3 separate regions of the Sus scrofa genome follow, and regions 1 and 2 are each linked to region 3. Evidence: chromatin contacts called from public HiChIP or PLAC-seq data. All regions are on one chromosome and are shown on one strand. The core of a region is the stretch at or near the end of the contact, and the rest is flanking DNA. Distances in the headings are between cores, read along the strand shown.

What was found. HiChIP or PLAC-seq counts read pairs in DNA pulled down with a chosen protein or histone mark.
Region 1: an H3K27ac HiChIP or PLAC-seq map of alveolar macrophages shows a contact between it and region 3. The contact joins the promoter of QTRT1 here to the promoter of KEAP1 in region 3. A contact is called at or near these places in 1 of 47 Hi-C or Micro-C datasets (heart right ventricle) and 1 of 2 datasets of contacts at active chromatin or transcription factors (alveolar macrophages).
Region 2: an H3K27ac HiChIP or PLAC-seq map of alveolar macrophages shows a contact between it and region 3. The contact joins the promoter of ICAM3 here to the promoter of KEAP1 in region 3. A contact is called at or near these places in 1 of 47 Hi-C or Micro-C datasets (liver) and 1 of 2 datasets of contacts at active chromatin or transcription factors (alveolar macrophages).

The regions. Positions count from the first base shown.
Region 1 is chr2:69,449,492-69,452,191 of Sscrofa11.1, forward strand. QTRT1 (queuine tRNA-ribosyltransferase catalytic subunit 1) reads left to right here and starts at 1,301. Exons shown (of 10, transcript XM_003123209.4): 1 at 1,301-1,581; 2 at 1,822-1,890; 3 at 1,986-2,124. The coding sequence starts at 1,339.
Region 2 is chr2:69,148,802-69,151,501 of Sscrofa11.1, forward strand. It overlaps ICAM3 (intercellular adhesion molecule 3), which reads right to left and starts at 1,420. Exons shown (of 5, transcript NM_001145379.2): 1 at 1,074-1,420; 2 at 1-112. The coding sequence starts at 1,164.
Region 3 is chr2:69,288,134-69,290,833 of Sscrofa11.1, forward strand. KEAP1 (kelch-like ECH-associated protein 1) reads right to left here and starts at 1,376. Exons shown (of 6, transcript NM_001114671.1): 1 at 1,266-1,376.

The sequences.
Region 1 (2,700 bases), core at 51-2,550, 160 kb after region 3:
GGCCTCGCTCAATAGGTTAAGGTGAGTTAAGGATCCAGCATTGCCGTGAGCTGCAGTGCAGGTTGTAGACTGGGTGGGATCCTGTGTTGCTGTGGCTGTGGTGTAGGCCGGCACCTGCAGCTCCTACTCGACTCCTAGCCTGGGAATTTTCATATCTTCTGGGCATAGCCCTAAAAAGACAATAAATAAATAAATCAAAGATGAATGTTGCTGCAAAGGCCCCGAATTGGGCGTCATTGGTGGGTGTTTTCCAGACACGGCCTCAGTGAGGACTTCACCAGCCTGGGAAACAGCATTAGCCCAAGCTCTTGGGTCAGTTTCGCTGACCTGAGAGGAAGGCTTCTGGGGCAGATGTGCCCTCTGCTGGCCATAACATATATCAGCTCCATTTCCAATCAGTATTATTAAAATATACATCGTATATTGCTATTATTAGTAGCAGCACACAGCTAGTGCTTAATAAATCCGTGACCCACCCTCTCTCACCCTCTGTGGCATGGAGGCTGGCCCTAGTGGGGATGTATATGTAAGTATTTTTTGAATGAATGACCTAATAAATATAAAAAGGTTCTGGACTTTAGTCTCTCCCTCTGAAAATCTGTGATTTCTTCTTGCACCGAAGAAACTAATAATTATTGAGTGCATACTATGCACTAGGTCCTATTCCAAGCACTTGGAGCAACGCAACGATCAAGATAGACAAGAGATTGTGTCAGGCACCGTGTAAAAATCTATACACATCCATTCTGTCTCTCAATATTCACAATGTCCTAACGTCTAGATACTATTATTCACCCCATTTGATGGAAGATAAAATTATTATTATTATTATTATTATTTTGTCTTTGCTATTTCTTTGGGCCGCTCCCGCGGCATATGGAGGTTCCCAGGCTAGGAGTCGAATCGGAGCTGGAGCCACCGGCCTACGCCAGAGCCACAGCAACGCGGAATCCGAGCCGCGTCTGCAACCTACACCACAGCTCACGGAAATGCTCGATCGTTAACCCACTGAGCAAGGGCAGGGACCGAACCCGCAACCTCATGGTTCCTAGTCGGATTCGTTAACCACTGCTCCACGACGGGAACTCCCAAAATTATTACTTAGTGAGGCTTTGATTGCGAGGAAGTGGCGGGACTAGGCCTCCACACCAAGACAATACTTCGCGGCAGTGCGCTCCTCGTGGGAACGATCCAGGAGTAGCGAAAAGAAAGGCGAGCCGTTTCCATGGTTCATCTGACGCTCTCCCTGGGCCTGTGCTTGCGTCGTGCGCCACGTGACTTCAGCCAACATGGCGCCGCCCAGGGTGTTCCAGTGCCCACGTGGTTCCGGTAGGCAAGATGGCGGCAGCCGCTAGCCAGACTTCTTTGGATTCCGCCCCGCGCATCCTGCGATTGGTGGCCGAGTGTAGCCGTTCCAGGGCCCGAGCAGGGGAGCTGCGGCTGCCACACGGGCCAGTGGCTACTCCAGTGTTCATGCCAGTGGGCACGCAAGCCACCATGAAGGGCATCACCGCTGAGCAACTGGATGCGCTGGGCTGCCGCATCTGCCTGGGCAACACCTACCATCTGGGTCTGAGGCCGGTGGGTGGGCTCTTTCCCAGCGGGGCGGCGGAGCTTGGGGGGCCCAGGAGATGCCCTTGGGGCACGCCTCACAAAGTCTGTAGACAAATGAGTATCGAGCGTCTCAGATGGCCCAGGCCTTGTGCTGGGCGTAAGGAAACAGCGAGGATGGAAGCTGGCAAACTGTATCGCAGCCAAACTTGGACCCCCCGCCCCGGGTTGAGTTCACCCCTAACCTGATCCTTTCTTCCTCTAACCCAGGGCCCTGATCTGATCCAGAAAGCCCACGGTCTCCACGGCTTTATGAATTGGCCTCACAATCTGCTGACGGTAAGATGGGTTCGAGGATGTGATCCGAGAGTACTCCTTTTGGGTGGATAGTCCCAATCCCTTTCCTGACAGCCTTGCGATGGGGTTTCCCTCAGGACAGCGGCGGCTTCCAGATGGTGTCCCTGGTGTCCCTGTCCGAAGTGACGGAGGAGGGCGTCCGCTTCCGCTCCCCTTACGACGGTGATGAAACCCTTCTGAGCCCGGAGAGGTCCGTGGAGATCCAGAACGCACTGGGTGAGCGGATCCCGGGGAGCCGCCCCTTCCCCTGACTTTTGGAAGTCGAGGTGAGACAGGCCTCCCCCTCTCCTGCTTGACTTTGAGCCAGTCACTCCCCATCCCTGAGCCTCAGTTGAGCCAGTCCAAATGGGGATAGTTACTAAAAATAATGATGTCAGTAAATCTCTTATCACAGTTCTGACACACATGGTAGCTTTTAGTGTTATCTTTATTGCTATTGTTTTTTAAATAGTAAATTAGCTGGCAAAGATATTTTGAAATAATGGGGGCAACATGAGGGTACTGGGGAGGCTTTAGACCCCTCCCATCTCCATTACTATCCCCTATTCCTTGATAAGGTCAGCTAACATTTTTCAGTTTCATAAAGTGCCTTGGAAACAGGTTCAAACCTTCACATCTTCTAAGCAGATTGGTGTTTTCAGACCCCTGAATATAGATATTCTGTGGCTCCTGAATACAGATATTCTGAGCCTGGGTGCTGATGTCATACTATCCATGGAACTTACAGCCCAAAAGGGAGACAAGCATTGGTGAAAACAGCATAATTAGAAAGGCAAAACAAAACAACAAAAC
Region 2 (2,700 bases), core at 170-2,669, 140 kb before region 3:
ATGAGTTTAGCATGGAGGCAATCTGTACTGCAGTTTACCAAGACAGACTCTCCAGGAAGCACTGCTGGGGGCTGCAGCTCCACTCTCATCTGGAACTCCTGCCCCTGAGCACCTGCAAGAATTAAGGGAAACTCTGCTGGGGGCTCCAATGCCCCGCAACCCACGCATCCCATCTGCAGCAGGCCCCACCATTCGGCACCTCCTCTTGTTGAGATGGTCCCTGCCTTCCAGGTGTTTCGGTTTAGTGGAGAAATACATTCAATGAACCAGGAACGCAAGAGAACTGGGACAGAGGCCAGAGGAGACCCTGATCCAGTCACCAGGAGAAAGTGAGTCAGGGAAGGCCTCCTGGAGGAGAGGACCACTGTGGCCAGTTTTTTTTTTTTTTTTAATTTTCCCACTGTACAGCAAGGGGGTCAGGTTATCCTTACTTGTATACATTACAATGTGGCCAGTTTTAAAGGTTTAAGGAGTTATCCAAGTGAAAGGGTGATCCTGGCAGCTGGAAGAGCACAGGCAGAGGTGGAGGCTCCAGATGGAGCAGGGAGAGGTGCAGGTGTGCATGTGTGTTTTCGTGTTTGCATGCGTGTTTTCGTGTTCGCATGCATGTATGTGCATTTGTGTGTGTGTGTGTTTTGTGGAGGTGGCGGGGAACAAGTCAAATGCAGGGTTGGGCCTTAGGGAGCCCTGAGGGCTGAGTGCAGGAGCCATCACTCTCTCCCAAGGACATTGGTGAGCCCCCCAGCAGATCAGAGCTAAAGAAGCGTAAGTTGGGAGTTCTCTGATGGCCTAGCAGGTTGAGGCTCCTGCGTTCTCACCGCTGTGGCTCTGGTTGCTGCTGTGCTGCTGTCCTGGCCCAGGAATTCCCACATACTGCCTGTGTGGCAAAAAAGAAAAAAAAATATACAAAAAAACCCAAAGAGAGAACCTGAAATAAACGTTGCAACTCTCATTTAAAAAAAAAAAAAAAAAAGCGTAAGTTACCACAGCCCCAGGCAGCAGGGTGTGAGATGCTCTGTGGGCCTTCCCCTCCCCTCCCAATTCCCCAATTCCAGCCCTCCCCTGTACCTCACCTGGGGGTAGTAGACAGGCAACTAGAAGCAGAGAGATGAGGAAAATCCAGTAGGCCCCGGACGGCAGCCACGATGGCACCATGGTGGCCATCCTGCAGGAGGAAGTTGCCTTAATGAGGTGCTGGCTACCACGGAGCAAGCGAGTCACCCAGGGGAAGGAAGCACAGTCACTGCAGTTACGAAGGCTGCAGTCCAGGGGCCGCACCTTGTCCAGTCCTGGGGAGGGGCAGGGGATACTCTGTCCCCCCCGGGGTTCCGAGTTGGGGGGCCCAATGGGGTGGAAGGCTCTGGCAAGCCTCTGAGAGGGCAGACCTCAGTTAAACCCTGATCCCACATGAACCCACAGGAAGTGCTAACACTATCATCTTCCTTTGTTAACAGCACTGGAAAGCCTTAGGGGGAGGGGTGTGAAACATCTTCCTGTTGAACTTTGGTGAAGTGGGGCAGATGCTCTGTCCCAAGCAGGAAGTTACTGGGGGATATTCAGACACTTGCCTCGAAGTGATAGATAGGGTGGGACTTCAAGGCAACATTTCAAGGAGGCAACCATGAGCAGACTTGAGGAGTTAGCATGAGATCTCAACCTTCCTGGGGGGCAAAGAAGAGATTTGGAGGTGATAATGAGAGACCGCCTAAGATGAGTGAAGCCATGACAATGAACAGAGCTCACACTGATTGGGCACTTGTGCCAGGCTCTGTGTTGGCTGCCCCAATGATTCCTATGGGGGCCACTTACCTTTGTTTATTTATTTATTGTCTTTTTTTTGCTATTTCTTTGGGCCGCTCCTGCGGCATATGGAGGTTCCCAGGCTAGGGGTCGAATTGGAGCTGTAGCTGCCAGCCTACGCTAGAGCCACAGCAACGCGGGATCCGAGCCGCGTCTGCAGCCTACACCACAGCTCACAGCAACGCCGGATCGTTAACCCACTGAGCAAGGGCAGGGACCGAACCCGCAACCTCATGGTTCCTAGTCGGATTCGTTAACCACTGCGCCACGACGGGAACTCCTATTTATTGTCTTTTTGTCTTTTTAGGGCTGTACCCGCGGCATATGGAGGTTCCCAGGCTAGGGGTTGAATCGGAGCTGTAGCTGCTGGCCTATGCCACAGCCACAGCAAAGCAGGATCCCTGCCGCATCTGCAACCTACACCATAGCTCATGGCAATGCTGGTCCCAGAACCACTGAGCAAGGCCAGGGATCGAACCCACAACCTCATGGTTCCTAGTCAGATTCGTTTCTGCTGCACCACAACGGGAACTCCCAGGGCCCCTTACCTTTGAGGGTCTTGGGGGAAGGTCCCCACATTCCCTGGGTGCAGTGCCGAGGTGGGGTGTGTGGAGATGGCTAAATCTGGAACCACCGTTTGCCAAGGGGCTATTTGTAACCCCTTCCCCCTATCCCCATCCCCCCTTGCCCTTCCCTCCAGAGAGGTGGTCTTTATCCAAGAGAAGGGACTGCGGGGTGGGGGTCGGGTGGGCATATCCCCTCCATCAGCTCCATTTCTCAGACCACTGACCTGTCTCCTGTGCCTCTGCTCTGAGCTCCAGAGAGGGACTTTGTTGAGGGCTATGATGGTGTTTTCCCCAGTGGCTGCGACACTGCATTCTCCCACCAGCTGAGCATGAG
Region 3 (2,700 bases), core at 126-2,625:
TGAGCATCTACTGTGGACCACTACCAGGCACAGTTCTAGACACCAGGGACACAGCAGTGAGTAAGACTGACATACACTGTGCTCCCTTAGAGCTGACACTTGGGAATGGAGGAGCCATAAGTAAAATAAGCAAGACTTGAGCAAAAATTGAGGCTTTGAAGGAAATGACAGCACATTGTGATAGTGTGACTTGAGGGCAGTTACTTTAACTCAGGTATTCCAGGCCTCTGTTGGTGCTGAGACAAGAGGGGTGAACATATGAAGGAGGTGGGGGTGGGATGAGAGTTTTCTAGGCAGAGAGAGAGCAAGTGCAAAGGCTCAGAGGCAGAATGACAGGCAATCTGAAAAATCGGTAAGGAGTATAATGAGCATAATGACTATTGAAGGGTTTCCAAGAAACCTGTGGAGACTCGACAGCCAGGGCAGGAGCTGTGTTTTGAAAAGTCCTTCAGGGAGGAGGGAATCTGCAAGAGGCTCCCCAAGTTTCTCTAACTCATCTTTCCCTGGGCTCAACTCAGTCACCTCCTCCCTGCTTTATTTCCATCACAGCACTTGTCAAGAATTGAAATGAGCTCCTTTGCTTCCTCCTTGAAGGATGGCCCATCCGTCTGGCCCTGAGCCCCCAGGTTTCTGAGGACAGGTAGCCCTGTGTAGGTCAGGGCTGTGCCCATCCTCTCCTGTGCCTCTCTGCCTGGGATCTGGCACCGTGCAGGGGTCAATGAGCTATGGCTGGCTGACTGCCCACTCCAGTGTGCCTGCCAGATCACCCTCCTCCACCGGGCCATGGCCGCCTCTCCCCAGCTGAGGCCCAGGCCGGCCTCTTGGTCATGGGCCAATCGGCCAACGGTGCCCCCTGGGCCCTGGGCACTCCCCCGCCACCCCCATGAAGCGGTAAGTGGGAGACTGCGCATGTCCTGCCTGAGCTGCCAAGGCCTGGAAAAGGGAGGAAGTGACCCCGCCGCCGCCTCTCCACTGCCAGCCCCAGGGCGAAGACCAAGCCCCCCAACGTCCCGGAATCCCCCGGCCTTGGTCGGAGCGGCGCTCCCTGGGCCCTTGGCTCGGTTTGCGTCGCTCTCGGGCCACCCCGCGAGTTGCGCCGTCCAACAAAAGGCTCCGACTCGAACCGCACCCTTCTGGCCTCCGCGGAGCCGCGGGAACCCCGAGGCGACCGGCCCGCAACGCGCAGTTCTCCGGCCCCCAGGCACGGCCGCAGGGCACTCACGGCCCACGGTACCCGCCGCCCGGGCGCAGGCCGCCTCACTCACCCCGCCATGGCCGCTCTCGGGCTCCGCCTCCGTCGCCCAGGCCCAGGCGCCTCCATCGCAGCGTGCAGGGGGGAGGTGCGGAACGCGCGCAGGTCACCATGACTAAGCAGAGCCGGGCGCCGGCCGTGTCAGAATAAAAGTCCCGGCGGCCCCCGGCCTCCTCGAGCGGCGGGGACAGCGGAGGGGCCGCTCCCCACCCCACCCCGCCCACGCTAGCTGTCGCCCAGCTGCGCAGCCTCAGCGCGGCGACCACAGCGGTCTTTGCGACGGGGCCAATGACCGCAGCGCTCGGCGCTCCCAAACTCGTGGTAGGAGCCGCAGAGAATCAGAGCCCCAGGTTCGAGGCCCAGCCCGTCCCCGCACCAGGGATCAGTGGGCATCCCTCACCACCGCCGACCTGCCGCCGCGCTCACCTGGGTCGTCGCGTAGCCTCTGCCGCTCTCCCTACGAGGTGGGGAAGCCTGGGCTCCGCGGCGGCTCTGGGGCACCGTGGTGCCACCCGCTCACCGAGCTTCCGGGAAGCCCTAAGGGCCTCGGCCCGGCCGGGGGCGGCTCTCGACTAATTTTCCTTGTGAGAGGCCCGCGGGCGCTTCCGCCGTCGCGGGGGGGCCTTGGTTCTGGGGTGGCTCAGCCTTCGGGGTCGCGGCCGTCGAGTGGGGGGGCAGCCTCAGGACGCCCGGGAAGGAGGCGGGGAGAGGGCGGAGAGGGCGCGGCGGGGAAGGAGTCTCGATTCCCCGCCCTTCCCGCAGGTGCCTCGGCGCCCGTGGGCATAGAGCTGGGCATCGGGCGAGGGATCACCGCGAAGCCTATCTGGCCGGTACCCCCCTCGCAGTCCCCTCCATCCGCCTAGTTTTGTCGATTTCTGTGCGTGTCTGCTGTCCACGACCTGCTCTTCTTTGTCCCTTTAACTTCACAGGGCGCGGGCCTCACATTAAGGCAGCGCAGGATCCAGTTAGAATTGTCTACCCACTTGAATTTTCATTGTCTTTATTTTTTAGTTATCGCCAATCTGAAAGAGCGTGAAGCTCTCGGGAAGAGATACGAACTCCAGCTCTGCCACTCTAGCTCTGTGCGGGTGGGCCTGTAGCTTAATTAACCTCTCCAGGCTTCAGTTTCCTCGCTATAAGAATGTTAACAATAAAAGCACCTACCTGCTAGGTTATCTGGAATACTAAATAAGAACACTTGCGCCCAATAAAATATGGATTTTTATTCTTCATGGCAAGTGATACTGATTTACCACTTATGCTGTCTGTGATATAAAGGTAACTTCAATAAATGCATTAAAAATTTTTTTAAGAGTACATCTATATGAAAACTTAAGTGAGAAGTTCCTGTCCTGGCTCAGCGGAACCGAATCTGACTAGCACCCATGAGGACGCAGGTTCGATCCCTGGCCTTGGTCAGTGGGTTGCAGATCCTGGGTTGTCTTGAG